Regions from separate parts of the Columba livia genome. Here region 2 is linked to region 1. A link is a contact called in public Hi-C data. All regions are on one chromosome and are shown on one strand. The core of a region is the stretch at or near the end of the contact, and the rest is flanking DNA. Distances in the headings are between cores, read along the strand shown.

Region 1 (4,349 bases), core at 915-3,414:
GCACCGGGGCACTTGCTCTGAGGGTGATGCTCAACATTGATGCTTATGAACAATATTTTCCTGATGAGGATGTACCCCTGCAGAAACAGGCTATAATTTTAACAAGAGCCACACGGATATCATGAAACAGCTTGCACCAAAATTCTCACAGCCCAGAGCAAAATCCTTTGCAGAAAATGGTTAAACTTTCAGCAAGGTCTTCCTGCACTGTATGACGATTTAACTTCCAACTGTGTTTCCCCCGCGAGCTTTCCAATAGCCCAAACACCCAGCACTCTTCCCTGGAGATCACTGTCATCATCAGAAGTAACTTTCCCATGAGCCACCATGTGCCTACGCAAGAGGTACTGGACCTGGCCGAGTATCTCCAGCTGCTTCCCAGAAGAAGCAGTTCTTGTTATATCAGTTCCTGGCCCCTCTCCTCTCGTGTTCCCCAGGATCTACTCTGCTTCTCCCAGCACATCACCTCAGAGACAAGGGGAGTACGTGGAATTAAACAGCCAAAGCCCAGGCTAACAACAACAAATGAAACTCCCAGTTACCTTTCAGGGAGCATTTCTTCTCCGAGATCCTGGTCTTGATCCTCAAGAGCGATCTACACATGATTTCTCATAGATCTCAAGTGCTAAAATTAATAGTTTTTTTAAAATGGATAATAAAAGGATGGGCTCTATGGGCACAAGGGTTTTCTAGTACATAACTCCCCTCCCCTTCTCCTGCAGGATGATATGTCACCCTTGTCTTATCCACTGGAGAAAACTATCTTCTTGCCTTAGCTCTCACTCATCTTTGATTGTATGTTTGACTAATTATTTTCCATGTCAGATAGCCTAAAATATCAGAGCGATTACTTTCAGCTTCTACTTAGCCGTAAAGGTTGCCACTTCTTTTTTCAGACCTAAAGGATATATGCTAGAAAACACAGGTCTGTTTTTTTGTTTGTTTTACAAATTATTTTCATTCCTGTCATCCTAATAAAACACATCACCTCTCCCCTCAGTTACCCTTTGCCCAGGAAAACCTCACATTTATTTCAGCATAATGTGAATCAGGACCTTCTTCCATCACACTGATGATGAAGTGGTCCTCTCCATGTGCCAAACTCAAGTGAGGCTGATGGTCTCAAGTCGAACAACACAAGGCAGGACCGATTCTTCCAGCACCTCTTTCTGGTCTTTGTCTCTGTGGCTTCCCGCTTCTGCCTCCAGACTCCTGATGGTCACCGCTCTGGTGGTGTGGGTGAGGGACACATGAGAATAGAGAGGAAGGTGGAAAAACTAGATTGTCACAGCTGAATCACAGAATCGTAGAGTAGTTTGGGTTGGAAGTGACCTACCAAAGTCAGCTAGTCCAACCCCTCAGCAATTAGCAGGGACATCTTCAACTAGATCAGGTTGCTCAGTGCCCCGTCCAGCGTGGCCTGGAATGTCTCCAGGGATGGGGCATCTACCACCTCTCTGAGCAACCTGGGCCAGTGTTTCACCACTCTCATTGTAAAAAATTTCCTCCTCATGTCTAGTCTGAATCTCCCCTCTTCTAGTTTAAAACCATTATCCCTTGTCCTGTCACAACAGACCCTGCTAAAAAGCCTGTCCCCATCTTTCTTATAGGCCCCTCTACGTACTGAAAGGCCACAATAAGGTCTCCCTGCAGCCTTCTCTTCTCCAGGCTGAACAAGCCCAACTCTCTCAGTCTGTCTTCACAGCAGAGCAGTTCCAGCCCTCTGATCGTCTTGGTGGCCTCCTCTGGAACCCCCCAACAGGTCCATGTCTTTCCTGTGCTGAGGGCTCCAGAGCTGGACACAGGACTCCAGGTGGGGTCTCACCAGAGCAGAGGGGCAGCTGGAGGGCTGTTCCATGGGGGAGCCGGGTGCAGAGGATGGCGGCAGGACCCCGCGGGACGCCCCGGGGTGCCGCGGCTGGAGGAGACAAGGACGGAGCCTTTCGGATCAGGGATGCCAGGGTGCGGCGCGGGGCCAGGAGGAGCACGTCGTGTCCCCCGGCGGGGCCGCCTTTATCGGCGGGCGGGAGCGGCGGAGCGCTGCCCGGCCCCGCGGCCGCCAGGGGGAGCCGGGGGAGCGGGGCGGAGCGGCCGGGCGCGCAATCCCCGCGCGTCGCGGCGCGGGGCGCAGCGGAGCCGCGGCGGGGCCGGGCCGGGCCGCGCAGAGCCCCGCCGCGGGGCGGGCACAAAAGCGCCGCGCCCGGCCGCGCCGCCGGGGAGTTGGGCTCGGCGGGCCGGGGTTCAGCGCTCAGCGGCGCCGGGACGGGCGGCTGCCCCGGAGCTCGCAGGATGCCGGCGGCTGCGCGGCGGCGCGGGGCGCGGGTGCTGTGGGCGCTGCTGTGGGTGGCCCTGGCGCGATGCTACAACGTGGACGTGGGTCGCCCCGTGGTTTTTCAGGGTCCCAACGGCTCCTTCTTCGGGTACTCGGTGCTGCAGCACTACCACGACAGCACGCGGTGGTGAGTAGCGCGGGGACTGCGCGCCCGGCGGCGGTAAAACCGCGGGGTTTGGGCGGGCGGGGGTGCGGCGGGCCCGGCGCTGTCGGGTCAACCACCGGGCAACCACCGGGGTATCCCCCGGGGCAGCCGCCGCTCCCGCAGCCGGGAAGGGGACCCGCGCCTGCGCCCCGGCTGTGGGGGCTCTTCCCCGCGTCCTTTCCGTCCCGTCGTGCGGGTGCGGTGGAGGCAGCGCTGCGGCTCCGCGCCTGTTGTGTGCGGAGAGGGGTTCACCCTGGTGTAAACCGAGGTCCCCCTCGTTGAGCGGTGTTGTAAGACGGGGTGTCCTTCCCGAGCTGGCAGCTGGCGCTCGGCATCGTGAACTAGCTGTCCCCAAGCTCCAGCGGTCCCTCGCCCGGTGGTTTGGTGCTTTGCGCAGCCCCGCTTCCTTGGGGGAAATATTTCGCACCTCATCTCCTTGACAGAAAATGCATCTGGTGTGAAAGATGACAGGTCGTGCCGTGTTAAACGGGAAAAAAAATTAGTAGTGATACCTCCAGTGGGAGCAGCGTGTTCAGCATTGACAGGGCGGATCGCTCCGTACTCTACCTTGCAAGGATGAAAATCCCTCTGGTGACTGGAGAGACATTTCCAAACCAAGAGGCGTTCATCTCCTCTGTGTGCCCGTGTGCCCACTCTTGGCATGAGGGACTGTAGAGGAAATGGATATGTAGCTTGCTTTTTTTTTCTTTTTTTTTTAAATAATGAACAATAATAGAAAGTTTGTCTACATCTTGAAAAATTATGCAAACTGGCAAGCTTCTTGTTTTTCCCGTTGACTGAAAAGAGCCTTGGAGCATAGTCTGTCCCTCTCTTGTCTGGGTCAGACGCTCTTTGTCAGAATTAAAACCGATTTCTTTTAATTGGACCCAGTTGATGTCGTCTGGTGCACTTCTAATGGGAATAGGAGCCACTGCTGCCAATAAACGCCCACAAAGCTTGTCTTTATCTTTTACGCTTAGATATGGCCCGATTACTCAGCTGTTGATGTTGGAACTGTGGTGCACTGTGATATAAATAAATGTATTCATGCCGGCATCCAGTTCTTTAAAAATGAATTTCTTTTACACCCTTTAGTTCAGTAGTAGTTGTGTGCTCAGCCTTTCTGCATAGTGGCTTTCATAGAGCATTCATTTTTAAGGACTTATCAGAAGACTTCATAGAGGAAAAGTGCTCTGGGAGAAGAAAAGCTCTCACTTTAAAGTAATGCTTAACTTGGGTCAGGAACTGACAAAGGATGCAAAGGCTGAAAGCGACTGCATTCAGCACAAACTGGTGGGAATTCACAGTGATGTGAATGAAATGCTGATCTAGTGGGGTGTGGTGGGATGAAAATGGTAGTATTTGTTGTTCCTTGTGTAGATGTCTGTCATTCTGGTTGATAACATGAATTATCTTCAGATAGCAGATGTTGGTGTGGGTTTTTGGTGTTTTTTTTTTGGGAGGGGAGGTTGATCAGGGAAGAGAATCTCCCTGGTATCCCAGTTTGTTTGGAAATGATGCTGGACTAGTAGTGTCGGGCGTCTGTCTGAAGGCAGCCGTCTGCAAGATGTCTGGTGCTCTAAGGTAAAAACTCCAGTTATGCGAACTCCAGTTTTCCGCAAATGGACCTTCTTCACCCAGAAACAAAAAGTATCTGAGATCAAGAAGTGTTTTTAAGTAAGCAAATTAAGTGTCAGCCCTAACACCTAGAGGGGTTAACAGCAGCTTAATGTGGTCAGGATCAGCACTGGGCTGTCAAAAATCATGAGGGTGGGATTGTCACCACTGATGGGAGAACTCTCTTCATTGTGTAAACGGGGAGCTTTTTTTCATGGGTGCTTCAAACTCCTGTCCCAAACAGAGGTTGGGATA
Region 2 (4,202 bases), core at 357-2,856, 240 kb after region 1:
GGAGGAACCTCCTGGACTGTGGCTGGCTGGCTGAATGGTCCTTCCAGCAAACATCAGGGAAGTTAAAAATCACCCACAACAACCAGGGCCTGTGACTGTGAGACTGCTCTCAGCTGCCTGTAGAAGGCCTCATCAACTTCCTCACCCTGATCTGATGGCCTATAACAGACACCCACAACAACATCACCCCTGCCAGCCTGCCCCTTAATTCTCACCCATAGACTCTCAACTCGCTCCTCATCTGTGCCCGGACAATATACTGTAGTTGCTCTCTCACGTTAAAGAGCAACTCCACCATGGCGCCTGGCTGGCCTGTCTTTCCTGTGAAGGACATAGCCATCCACAACCAAATTCCAGTCATGTTATGACTGCTTCTGTGGCTTTGTGTTGTAGCAATCACATATCATGAAGTGCTAATAAATGTTTATGCTTTGTTTCCCTGTCCTTTTTTTTTTTTTTCTTTTTGTCCCCACAGCAGAGACACAGCACTTTGAGAAGTGGCAGAATGAAAGCTCGGAAGGACCAAGTCCCCTCCCTGGGGAGCAGGTAGGCCCTCCATGCACCACCAGGATTGTGATGACTGTTGCCATAACAAGCACTTGAATACTGAAATAACAAGAGATCCTGTGGGAATGTGAATCTCGATCCTAATTTTTACCTATGAGTAAAATTTCAGTGGGACTGTCAATGGTAATGTTGGAGTGAGTGTGCTGTTTAGCAGAATCATTTTTAGTCCTTGAGCCTGTTACAGCAGACATGTCTGAGAGGAGAAGTTATGACTAAAGTTGTAATCAGTTTAGTGCTGGGAACTCTTCTTTTATCAGGGTCTAGGCAGGATCAAAAACTCATTTCTTGTAGACCACCATCACTTGTCACATTAAATTAACTACTAGGTGATTTTAAATATGTGCTTTTAAAGCTGAATAAAGCAGACTCAGCTGTCTCCTGAGCTGCTGTTCTTTGCACATTGATGTTACACTGGTGCCCAGATGTTCCAAGCTCTAGACCCTGTTGTGTAAATAAAATAAATGCTCCAAAGCTTCTGTAGCGTTAAAAGATCCTTCAGGATTTTCATCTTTATCCTACAGATTGATCTCAATTATGTAAAAATCTGCTGGTCATTGAGAACTCCATGGTCAGCACAAGTAGTGTGGAAGAAAAACAAAACACAAAATTTTGTTTTCAGCAAAAGTGACACTGACCCTATGATTAAAAAGTAAGTTGTTCTAGTATAGCATAGCATTCTCTTTGTTCACTTCTGAACACATTTTGAATGACAGCTGCAGTTTCAGCATAGTATTTTGATATCAGACAAGTTTCCTTTGTAAATCATATTTACTTGTTTGACCTAAATTACTAAAAAGTCAACCACCTGGCTCTGCCAAATAATGAGTCTATGCCCTGCTCTAGCAGTGGTGTGCTATAGTAGTCTTAAAACTGTAGGCTAGGTTAAGAAAATATGGGTCATATCTCCTAACATAATACTCTCCTCATTTGTCCTGAATTTAAATCACAAGTGTATTCAAAGCCACCTTGGATAATTAGCATAATCTCCTTAAATTGCTTGTCTCTCCTGCTGCCTACAATAATACCACAAAAGCATCCTGTTGTGTCACTTACTGTAATGCCCTGAGTCTGTTTCATCTCCTTGCTCCATTTTTCTGTATCCATTCATTTCATCGACCTGTTTTCTGGGACTGTAGAAACTGCCAAATTGGTGGGGCATGGTGGTGGTTTTTGTTTTTTGTTTTTTTTTTCATTATTTGGCATGTCCTCATGTCAGTCTGTAACTTCAAACACTCTATTATGGATACAGGAAACCTCAGGCTACTTGAAACCTGGATAGACCTTGAATCTTAGACAGGGAAAAAAAATGTTAAAACATTTGGTTGTTAAGAAAACATCTTGTTTAGTTTAGGTGCTTTCATTTCTTTATGGTAAGCACTTCCAGCACAGCCACAGCAGAGGTAATTGGAGCAGCTGAGTGAATGTAAATCTGAGGAGGATTAAGCCCACTGTCTATAAAGCTTGTGTAGCTCTTGAGCAATCCAGCAGTGATCAATTCATTATCATTACAAGGTGCCTGCCAAAGAAAACCTACAGGCTATTGAAGGCAAGATGACTGTAAAATTAGAGATCAGACCAACTCTAATGTTCACTAATGGATGTGAACATTAGCCTTGCAGCTTTAGCCAACTGTGCTGAAAGCGATTCTGGTGACATTTTTGGAGAAAGTGCATCAAGGATTGAAGATTTTCTTTTTTATAATTTAACATATTGATTTATTTTTTTTTATTTGGAGTTAAATTGGCTGAGGAAAGAAAGAAGTTGGAAAGGATACTGGAAGTGGAAAGGAATGGAGATTGCCTACGGCTTGTCTTAAATATTCCTTTCCTAGATTTTTTCAATATTCAGCAACAGAATTTCTGAGTGAACGTTTTCTCCCCACAAAACTTTATTTGTCTGCTTTACAGTCCAGTGCTAGTGCTGTCAAGCACTACATGCCAAATGAAACATCGGAGGCAAAACTGACACCATGTAAATTCAAAAAAAGCCAAATTTATGTGTACACAGAGCTACTCACTACTAGTGAGCAGGTCTTGAACAATAAGTAGAAAACCCAAATAATTTCTGCTGTCTTGACTGTTTTATTGTTAAATAGCTGTGGTAACCACTTAAAGAAACTATGATTTTTGCAGTCCTTAGGAAGCAAATGACCTCTGCACAGCAAGTGACTTGAAAGATAGCTTGATGTGTAAGCAGTGGTCTAATTTCCCTATTAGATTCTCCATCACATCAAGAAAGTTACTTCGATTAATTTTTTTGTTGCAGAAATGACACAGAAACAAAACCTAATTCCACTCCTTTTTTTTTTTTTTCAGCTATGCTGTGTTCATTATTCTGACTGAACTCCTTTTACACTGTTAACAGTCCACAAGTACCCCCGTGATTACTTCTTTTTAACTATTTTATACACTACTTTATCATGTTAACTTGTAACAGGCTCCATTATACAAAGTAGAACTAGAAGTTACATGCAAAAGCCTGGGCAGGACTTCTTCACTGGCAGCCGCTGGGATTTTGGGTCAGTTACACATTTCAGGCATTTATTGTCTTTGTGTCAACTTCAAAAAGCACATTAAGAGAAACCCAGGGTTGTTGAAAAGCTTTCTTTTTACTGGATTTTCTGAAGACTTTAAGCAGAAATTTCTATTACGCATGCCAGGCATCTGTGTGGTCACATACTGCCACAGAATATTTTGCTTATTCCCCATAGCAGTTCCGTGTGAGTTTTCTATGGAGCCAAATGGGACCCACAGTTCCCTTGTCTGCAGCTTGCCTGGGGATACTGCCCAAGGCAATTCCCCATGGCCGTGGCCCAAAGACCACTGGCTGTGCTGGCACGCAAAGCCCAGGACTATGAGATGAAATCTGGATCAGCCCCACTGGCTTCAGAGTGTGCTCATCCCAAAGACATGCCTGGAAAATGAGGTGAAAATTTTGGGAATATGAGGCTCATACAGGAACCCCGGAGAAATAACAAGCGATAGGATGGGGGAAATGGCCTCAAATTGTGCCAGGAGAGATTTAGGTTCGATATTAGGAATAATTTTTCACGGAAAGGGTTGTCAGGCATTGGCACAAGCTGCCCGGGGAAGTGGTTGAGTCACCATCCCTGGAGGTGTTTAAGAGATGTATAGATGAGGCTCTTAGGAACATGGTTTAGTGGTGGACTTGGCAGTGCTAGCTTAGCAGTTGGATTTGATTATATTCAACGTCTATTCCAACCTGAACAATTCTGTGATTCTATGCTGATTCCTGTGGAGTACCTAGCCTTAAGAGACCCGCTTTAATTCACCGGGGAGTTGAAGGCAACAGAGGCATCCGCAGGAGGCCAGCAAGTGAGTTACACCCTAAGGGCTGCAGGGAGAAAGAAGTCAGAGAAGAGCTCAGCATTATTTAGGTTATTGACTAAACTGGCCCCAATGCAGTTTATTTTTAAAAGAAGTGCTAGGCAAGAATTTTTTTTCCAATAGCTATATGGTCCATGCCTTGGAGGTGGTGCAAATGAGACGTACTTCTTAACGCTAAATGACTATTGCCCCCGTGCTGACTGAAACGGAAGATATTGGGACACTCCCTAGCTGTATGTTGTGTTTTGACACAGAGACATTTCCATACTCCTACTTTCTCCATGTTTG

Evidence for each region. Hi-C and Micro-C count contacts between places; a contact is called where the count stands out from the background.
Region 2: a contact with region 1 is called in a Hi-C map of liver, with 2.6 times the contacts expected there. The contact joins the enhancer-like site here to the promoter of ITGA9 in region 1. A contact is called at or near these places in 2 of 2 Hi-C or Micro-C datasets (crop and liver).

Annotation. Positions count from the first base shown.
Region 1 is chr2:55,676,434-55,680,782 of bColLiv1.pat.W.v2, forward strand. ITGA9 (integrin subunit alpha 9) reads left to right here and starts at 2,165. Exons shown (of 28, transcript XM_065052058.1): 1 at 2,165-2,459. The coding sequence starts at 2,290.
Region 2 is chr2:55,916,080-55,920,281 of bColLiv1.pat.W.v2, forward strand. No RefSeq gene overlaps it. Among named protein-coding and RNA genes, the nearest start is that of NEUROD6, 87 kb to the right of the region's middle. Within about 2 kb of position 1,607, at least 1 of the 3 cell types and tissues checked has an H3K27ac peak away from gene starts, as active enhancers do.